Linked DNA regions of Sus scrofa: region 1 is linked to region 2. The links are chromatin contacts, called in public targeted proximity ligation maps. All regions are on one chromosome and are shown on one strand. The core of a region is the stretch at or near the end of the contact, and the rest is flanking DNA. Distances in the headings are between cores, read along the strand shown.

What was found.
Region 1: a contact with region 2 is called in a targeted proximity ligation map of alveolar macrophages. A contact is called at or near these places in 6 of 47 Hi-C or Micro-C datasets (embryonic fibroblasts, epiblast stem cells, omental adipose tissue and 2 more) and 2 of 2 datasets of targeted methods (alveolar macrophages and skeletal muscle).

Annotation. Positions count from the first base shown.
Region 1 is chr4:83,428,389-83,431,706 of Sscrofa11.1, forward strand. All of the region lies in intron 2 of LOC110260300 (a long non-coding RNA gene), which reads right to left. Among named protein-coding and RNA genes, the nearest start is that of RCSD1, 26 kb to the left of the region's middle.
Region 2 is chr4:82,911,134-82,914,213 of Sscrofa11.1, forward strand. DCAF6 (DDB1- and CUL4-associated factor 6) reads right to left here. Exons shown (of 19, transcript XM_021089469.1): 19 at 443-910. The coding sequence ends at 846. Among named protein-coding and RNA genes, the nearest start is that of GPR161, 68 kb to the left of the region's middle.

The DNA.
Region 1 (3,318 bases), core at 538-3,037, 520 kb after region 2:
ATTCCTCACAAAGTGGATTTGGGTGGAGACCTGGAACAGAACTGGCAGGAAACCAGCCAACAGCCCCCAGTGATGCCAATCTGAGCAGTTTCTCCCCACCCTGCCTGCAACAAACCACAAAAGGCAGGCTTGGCATCCTTTGCATCCCTAGTTGAGCTTGTATGACAGTCTACAGTGTGTGTCAGTTATAGCGAACCTGTTCTTATCTATCAGCCTCTAAGCCTCTCAAGGAAGGAAGGAAGGAAATCTTTTCTCAGCATCTATTATGTTGCAGGCACAAAGACAACTTGTCCACATTTATTTCTCACTGCCAACAGATATTATGCCTTCCTTATTGATAGATGAGGAGTGGGAGGTTGAAATCTGCCTTGCTCAGTACTACACAGTCATCAAGGGGAAGAGGCAAGATTTGAACCCAAGACCTCTGACACTAAGTCTGGCTCTCATTCTACTGTAGCATGATTAATTTTATTACAGTTGAGTGTGAAAGGGTACAAACCACACGGTCAGTCATTGGATCCTCCACTCAGTATAAGCATGATTTTCTGTACATAGTAAGGACTCAAAAGAGTTGGAATGAATGGCATTTTCACCATTTTACCTCTGGCATTACACAACCCAGTTCCTGACGGGTGAAACAGGTCATTATAGTACTTATTGGATATATTTAAGTTGTTGGAGTGATACTTTTTTTTGGATTGATATTTTTATTTATTATTTATTTTTGTCTTTTTGTCTTTTCTAGGGCCGTACCTGTGGCATATGGAGGTTCCCAGGCTAGGGGTCGAATCAGAGCTGTAGCCACTGGCCTACGCCAGGGCCACAGCAACACAGGTCTGAGCCGTGTCTGTGACCTACATCACAGCTCACAGCAACACCAGATCCTTAACCCACTGAGTGAGGCCAGGGATCGAACCTGCAACCTCATGGTTCCTAGTTCAATTTGTTAACCACTGAGCCATGAGGGGAACTCCAAGGATTGATATATTTAAAAGAATCATAGTTGAGTTGAAGGTAAAAACACCCTGCAAATCGTAGCTGAGTTGAAGGTAAAAATACATTGTAAAGCCCCCATGGGACTAGGGTTTTTATGCAGGTAAAACAAGTAAATGAAGTCAAGGAAAAAGTTGTCCTGGACACACCTGTTCTCTGGCTTCTTGGCAGAATCTGAGTAGGAGTTACTCAAGGGACTACTGTGGCTGTTATCTGAGTCACACTCACAGGCATGAATCTGTGGCAAAAGCAGATGGCACTTCTAGCAGGCATCACCCAGAGGAGAGAACTTCTCAGGATGTATGTCCATGGCAACCATCCATCCTGGGTTTCCTGGCATGGTCCAATTTCAGGTCTTTTGTCTGAAAGTCCTTAGAATGGCACGTGTCCCGCTTGGGTAATGAATTCTACTTTTGAATATGGAAAATATGGTTACAGCAGGCACGTGGAAAGTGCCTTTTATTGCTTCCTGCTGGCAGATCAAAAGCAGAGGGGTTGGACCACACCAAGACAGCCTGTTTTACCCAGGCAAAGGGAGAGACCCAGGGGTTCATGAGTGTTTTGTTCTTCTGTGCAGGTCAGGAAGCCAGGGGGAGGCTACTGATAGGGAAAGCCAGCCAGGGCTGAGCAGGGCTGTGTCTTGAGAACTGGGTCCTAGAAAAGGCAAAGACAGTGGTGGCAGGAAACAAAAGAAGCAGAGGCAGAAATTGCTTTTTTGTTGCACAAAGGAAGGAGGTGACCCAAGGCTCCTTGTGACACAGGAAGAAACATATTTGGGGAAGTGAGAGCCTCTCCCCACACATCCCTTCAGATTAGAGGCGAATTATGGGTGGCCTTAGGGCAAGCAAGAGGCTCTTGTGGTTCTGGCTCTTTCTATACCCCAGGTGGGTGGGATCACTTGTTGGTAAAGGTGCCTCTCAGCAGCATGTTAAAACCAAGCTCAGGAGTTCCTATTGTGGCTCAGCAGAAATGAATCTGACTAGCATCCATGAGGATGCAGGTTTGAATCCTGGGTTAAGGATCCAGCATTGCCGTGGTGTAGGTCACAGATGTGGCTTTGGATCTGGCATTGCTGTGGCTGTGGTGTAGGCCAGTGGCTACAGTTTCGATTTGACCCCTAGCCTGGGAACATCTATTTGCTGCAAGAAAAGAAAAACAAACAAACAACAAACAAAAAACAAGCTCAAAGCCTATTTATTTTCTGGGATCAGTCCATTAAGGGCCACCTCCTCATTCCCCTGTCCTCCCACCCAGTCAGGCAGGTCCCTATGACTTAAGCCTTGAGCTAGGACTTAAGTCTCATCCTGCTTTTCTAATCAGCCTCAAAGCCTGGGGCACATCATTCGCCCCCTCTGGCCTCTGTTTTTTTCCAAAGAGGAGTAGAGAAGACTGACAGAACTGTCTCTAATGCTTACTAGAGACAGTTTGGTTACTTTGCCTTGAGGTGACTCAACTAGCTGACTCCACATTTAAAAAGCTTGAGGAGTTCTGTTGTGACACAGTGGAAGAAAATCTGGCCAGTATCCATGAGGATACAGGTTCGATCCCTGGTGTTGCTCAGTGGGTTGGAGATCTGGTGTTGCTGTGAGCTATGGTGTAGGTACACCCCTAGCCTGGGAACTTTCATATGCTGAGGGTGTGGCCCTAAAATAAATAAATAAATAGCTTGAAAGTATTCATTTTCCTTAGTGCAATAAAATCTCTGTGATTCTACACATTTCATTCACTCATTCATTCACTTAAACATGTATTAAGCACATTTTATGTCAGCTGTGATTAAGTAACAAATAGCAATAACTTCTGCCTAAGTCTCTGCTATGTGCTACACACTGTTAGATGCTTTAGACTGATCATTCCATTTAATCCTCTTACAGCTCTATGAGATAATGCTTTCATTTTTATTTTTTAATTTTTTTTAAATTTTTTTTAAAATTTTTTTTGTCTTTTGTTGTTGTTGTTGCTATTTCTTGGGCCGCTCCCACGGCATATGGAGGTTTCCAGGCTAGGGGTTGAATCGGAGCTGTAGCCACCGGCCTACGCCAGAGCCACAGCAACGCGGGATCCGAGCCGCATCTGCAACCTACACCACAGCTCACGGCAACGCCGGATTGTTAACCCACTGAGCAAGGGCAGGGACCGAACCCGCAACCTCATGGTTCCTAGTCGGATTCGTTAACCACTGCGCCACGACGGGAACTCCTGCTTTCATTTTTAGACTAAGAAGAGTTTAGGTAACTTGCTCCAGTTCGTATCTTTGATTCTAGGTCAGACTCCAAAGCTGGTGTGTGGTTTTTGTTTAGTTTAGTTTATTTGTTTGTTTTGGCC
Region 2 (3,080 bases), core at 183-2,682:
GTAGATGGCCTAAGTCGAGTGAAGAGGGACACCAGAGGTGAGGAAGACCAGGAACTAGAAGACTGAACGGTCAATAGCTTTTAGATGAAATCTAGACATTGGAGTTGGGAAGGCCAGAAGCCAGAGGTCTCGGAACTAGCTTGTGCTAATGTGGTATGTGAATGTCCATGATGCTGTGGGATTGCTCGAAGTCTAACTCCTATACATGGGGAATGAGGGACCACTAATCATGAGAGACGATGACCAGAGGTGGAGGTAAAGTGCTTTAGAAGGAGAAATGAAAACAAAGCTCCTCTATGTGATTCGGTCACACAGAAGTCAAAACAGAAAAGGTTATTAAATCTAGAAAAGAATAGAGAAAGACAATCTTTTTACAAGGAAAGATTTAGAAAATGTGGTTCAAGGTAGCAAAGCATTTAAACAAAAAGACAAATTCAGGATATCTTAAAACAACCAAATTCTTTAATTAGAAAGCAACAAACATGCAAATGGCAAGTGTAGAAATTTATTTGAACCAACATTTTCACTATAATGAAAATTACTCTTCAACATTGATCCAAGCTCCCACATCTGAAGGTTAGGGAAAATATTGCACTTTGCATTTTCTAGCACTCCTCATACACGGCAAAAAGTTTTTAAAACATTTTGCTAGTTTTGTATTACACACGCTCCCAAATTCATGCACACAATCATTTCAAATCAATGTTAGGTTATCCCCCCAAAAGGGAAAAACTCCAAAAAAACCCATAACCTTTAAAATTGCACTAAAGCTCTGTAAAGGAAAAAATATAATAAATGTCTTATACAAATTTCAGAACATCTAAGTGCTTGCCAATAAGAGTTGATTATTCCTCATCCTCATTTTCATTCTCCTGACCAGAGCCTTCCGATCTGTCACCCTCCAGTCGGTCTGGAAAACACAGATATGAGACAGAAAGAAACACCTTTAATATTACAATTAAATAATTTTCAGTGCCTTTTACTTAAAATTAACTAGAATTTATGTAATTCCACACAGCATCATGTAAAAGTCAATTCACAGCTGTGTGTAGGTAAGTTATTTTTTTTTTTTTGGCCTCTAGAGACAAAAGACTAAAGGAAACACAGCATTATTAACTTTGAGTATTCATAACTTAAAAGATATGAAAATTATTTAAAAAAAAAAGCCAAACCCTAAAGATCTACAGCAGTGGTTTTCACACTGTTCCTTGGCACCTAGGAGCCCAAGGAGGTGTATCAGTTGTCACCAAGGGGAGTTTGAGGGAAGCTGTGTGAGAGAACCTGGGGACCATTCATGAGGGTCTGTGTATTTCTGTTTATAAAAATATTTCTTAAACATCTGCTGTGTTCCAGGAGACAATGGTGACCAAAATAGTCACAGTCTCTGACCTCAAGGAGCTTATCTAGACTGAACACTCAAGTGCGCGTATAATTACAACCTGGCAGGCGGGCACAGCATGTCCTCTCGAGTTTCCTGATTTACACTTGCTGTTCCTCTGCTTGGGACACTTTCACCCAGTTCTTCGGCTATAAAGGTTCTGCTTACTCATCGCCATACAACCGTTATCCCCCTCTGTGAAACTCTTCCTAGAATTTTTACAGCACCCAACTGGCAGAATTATAAACTAACTCCTTCATTCACATTCCAGAATATTTTACCTGTACAAAGATGATTCTAATTGCTATAATGGTTAGACTGCAAATCTTCTTGCAGCCTAGTCTGAGCTCTTGGGAGAGGAGTTTTTTTGGGTTTTTTTTTTCTTCTTTTATGGTTGCACCCACAGCAATGTAAATTCCCAGGCCAGGAACTGAATCCCAACCACAGCTACAGCAACACCAGATCTTTTGACCCATTGCACCACAGTGGGAACGCCTAGGAGTTATCTCTTTTTATCTTTATTGCCTCAGAACCTATTACAAGATGGTCAGTGAAAGTTTACCAATAGGGAGTTGCTGTTGCGGCTCAGCGGAAATAAATCTGACTAGTGCCCATGAAGATGTAGGTTAGATCCCTGATCTCACTCAGTGGGTTGGGGATCTGGCGTTGCTGTAAGCTGTGGTATAGGCCAGCAGCTATAGCTTTGATTCCCCTGGGAACTTCCGTGTGCCGTGGGTACTACACTCAAAAGCAAAATAAATAAGCAAACAGTTACCAGATAAATGAATATAAGTTTTACTAAGAAAATATACATTACATTAGCTTATGTAAAAAAGGCAACAGTATCAAATCTCTACCACCACTAAGATGGAAACCTTTCTGCTACAGAAACATTCCTCCAAGGTAACCTGGGGGAAAAAAGATTAGACCTAGGGGATGTTCAATCCCACTATCAATACCAAGAGAAGACTGAATCCTGAGATTTTATTTATTATCTACAGAAGCTTAAACACTTGCACTGATTCTAGGTCAGTGACACCTTTGTACAGAATGGACTGGATGTTTAATTATCCATGTGAATTAACAGATAAATCCTCGCTATGCTGATTCCATTTTGATGTCAAACTAATGAGCTATGTATGTGCGTATGACCTGTAACCTGAATTACATAAATTGTAGTTATTATTTTGGGTCTCACCTGCAGCATGTGGAAATTCCCAGGCCAGGAACCGAACCTGTGCCACAGCAGCGACCTGAGCTGCTGCAGTGACAATGCCAGATCCTTAACCTGATGTGCCACAAGGTAACTTCAAATTTTAACTGTTATTATATAAAAAGTATTCAATACATATTTGTAAGACAAATGAACACAAAAGATTATAACAGACCTTCACAGATCTATGGAATCTCGACACAGTGGAAGACTTTCTGATCAATAAAGGGCTATTTAAGGATGTTAGTAGAAAAGAGATTATACTGTTTTTATTGTGTGATACACTTCTATAAGAGAACAAAACATGACGATGCTATTCTGCTTAACTAGAGTATCATGGGTAGGATACAAATGATGATATTTAACACACCTATTCTGTCATATTAGTGGAGCATGAGGAAGCAGTACCAGCCTTTCTTGAAATGTGCAAGGTTCCCCGAGTTCTTTTTGGTTGTCGCACTATGAACGAAGCTGGGGAAGTGGAGGGTT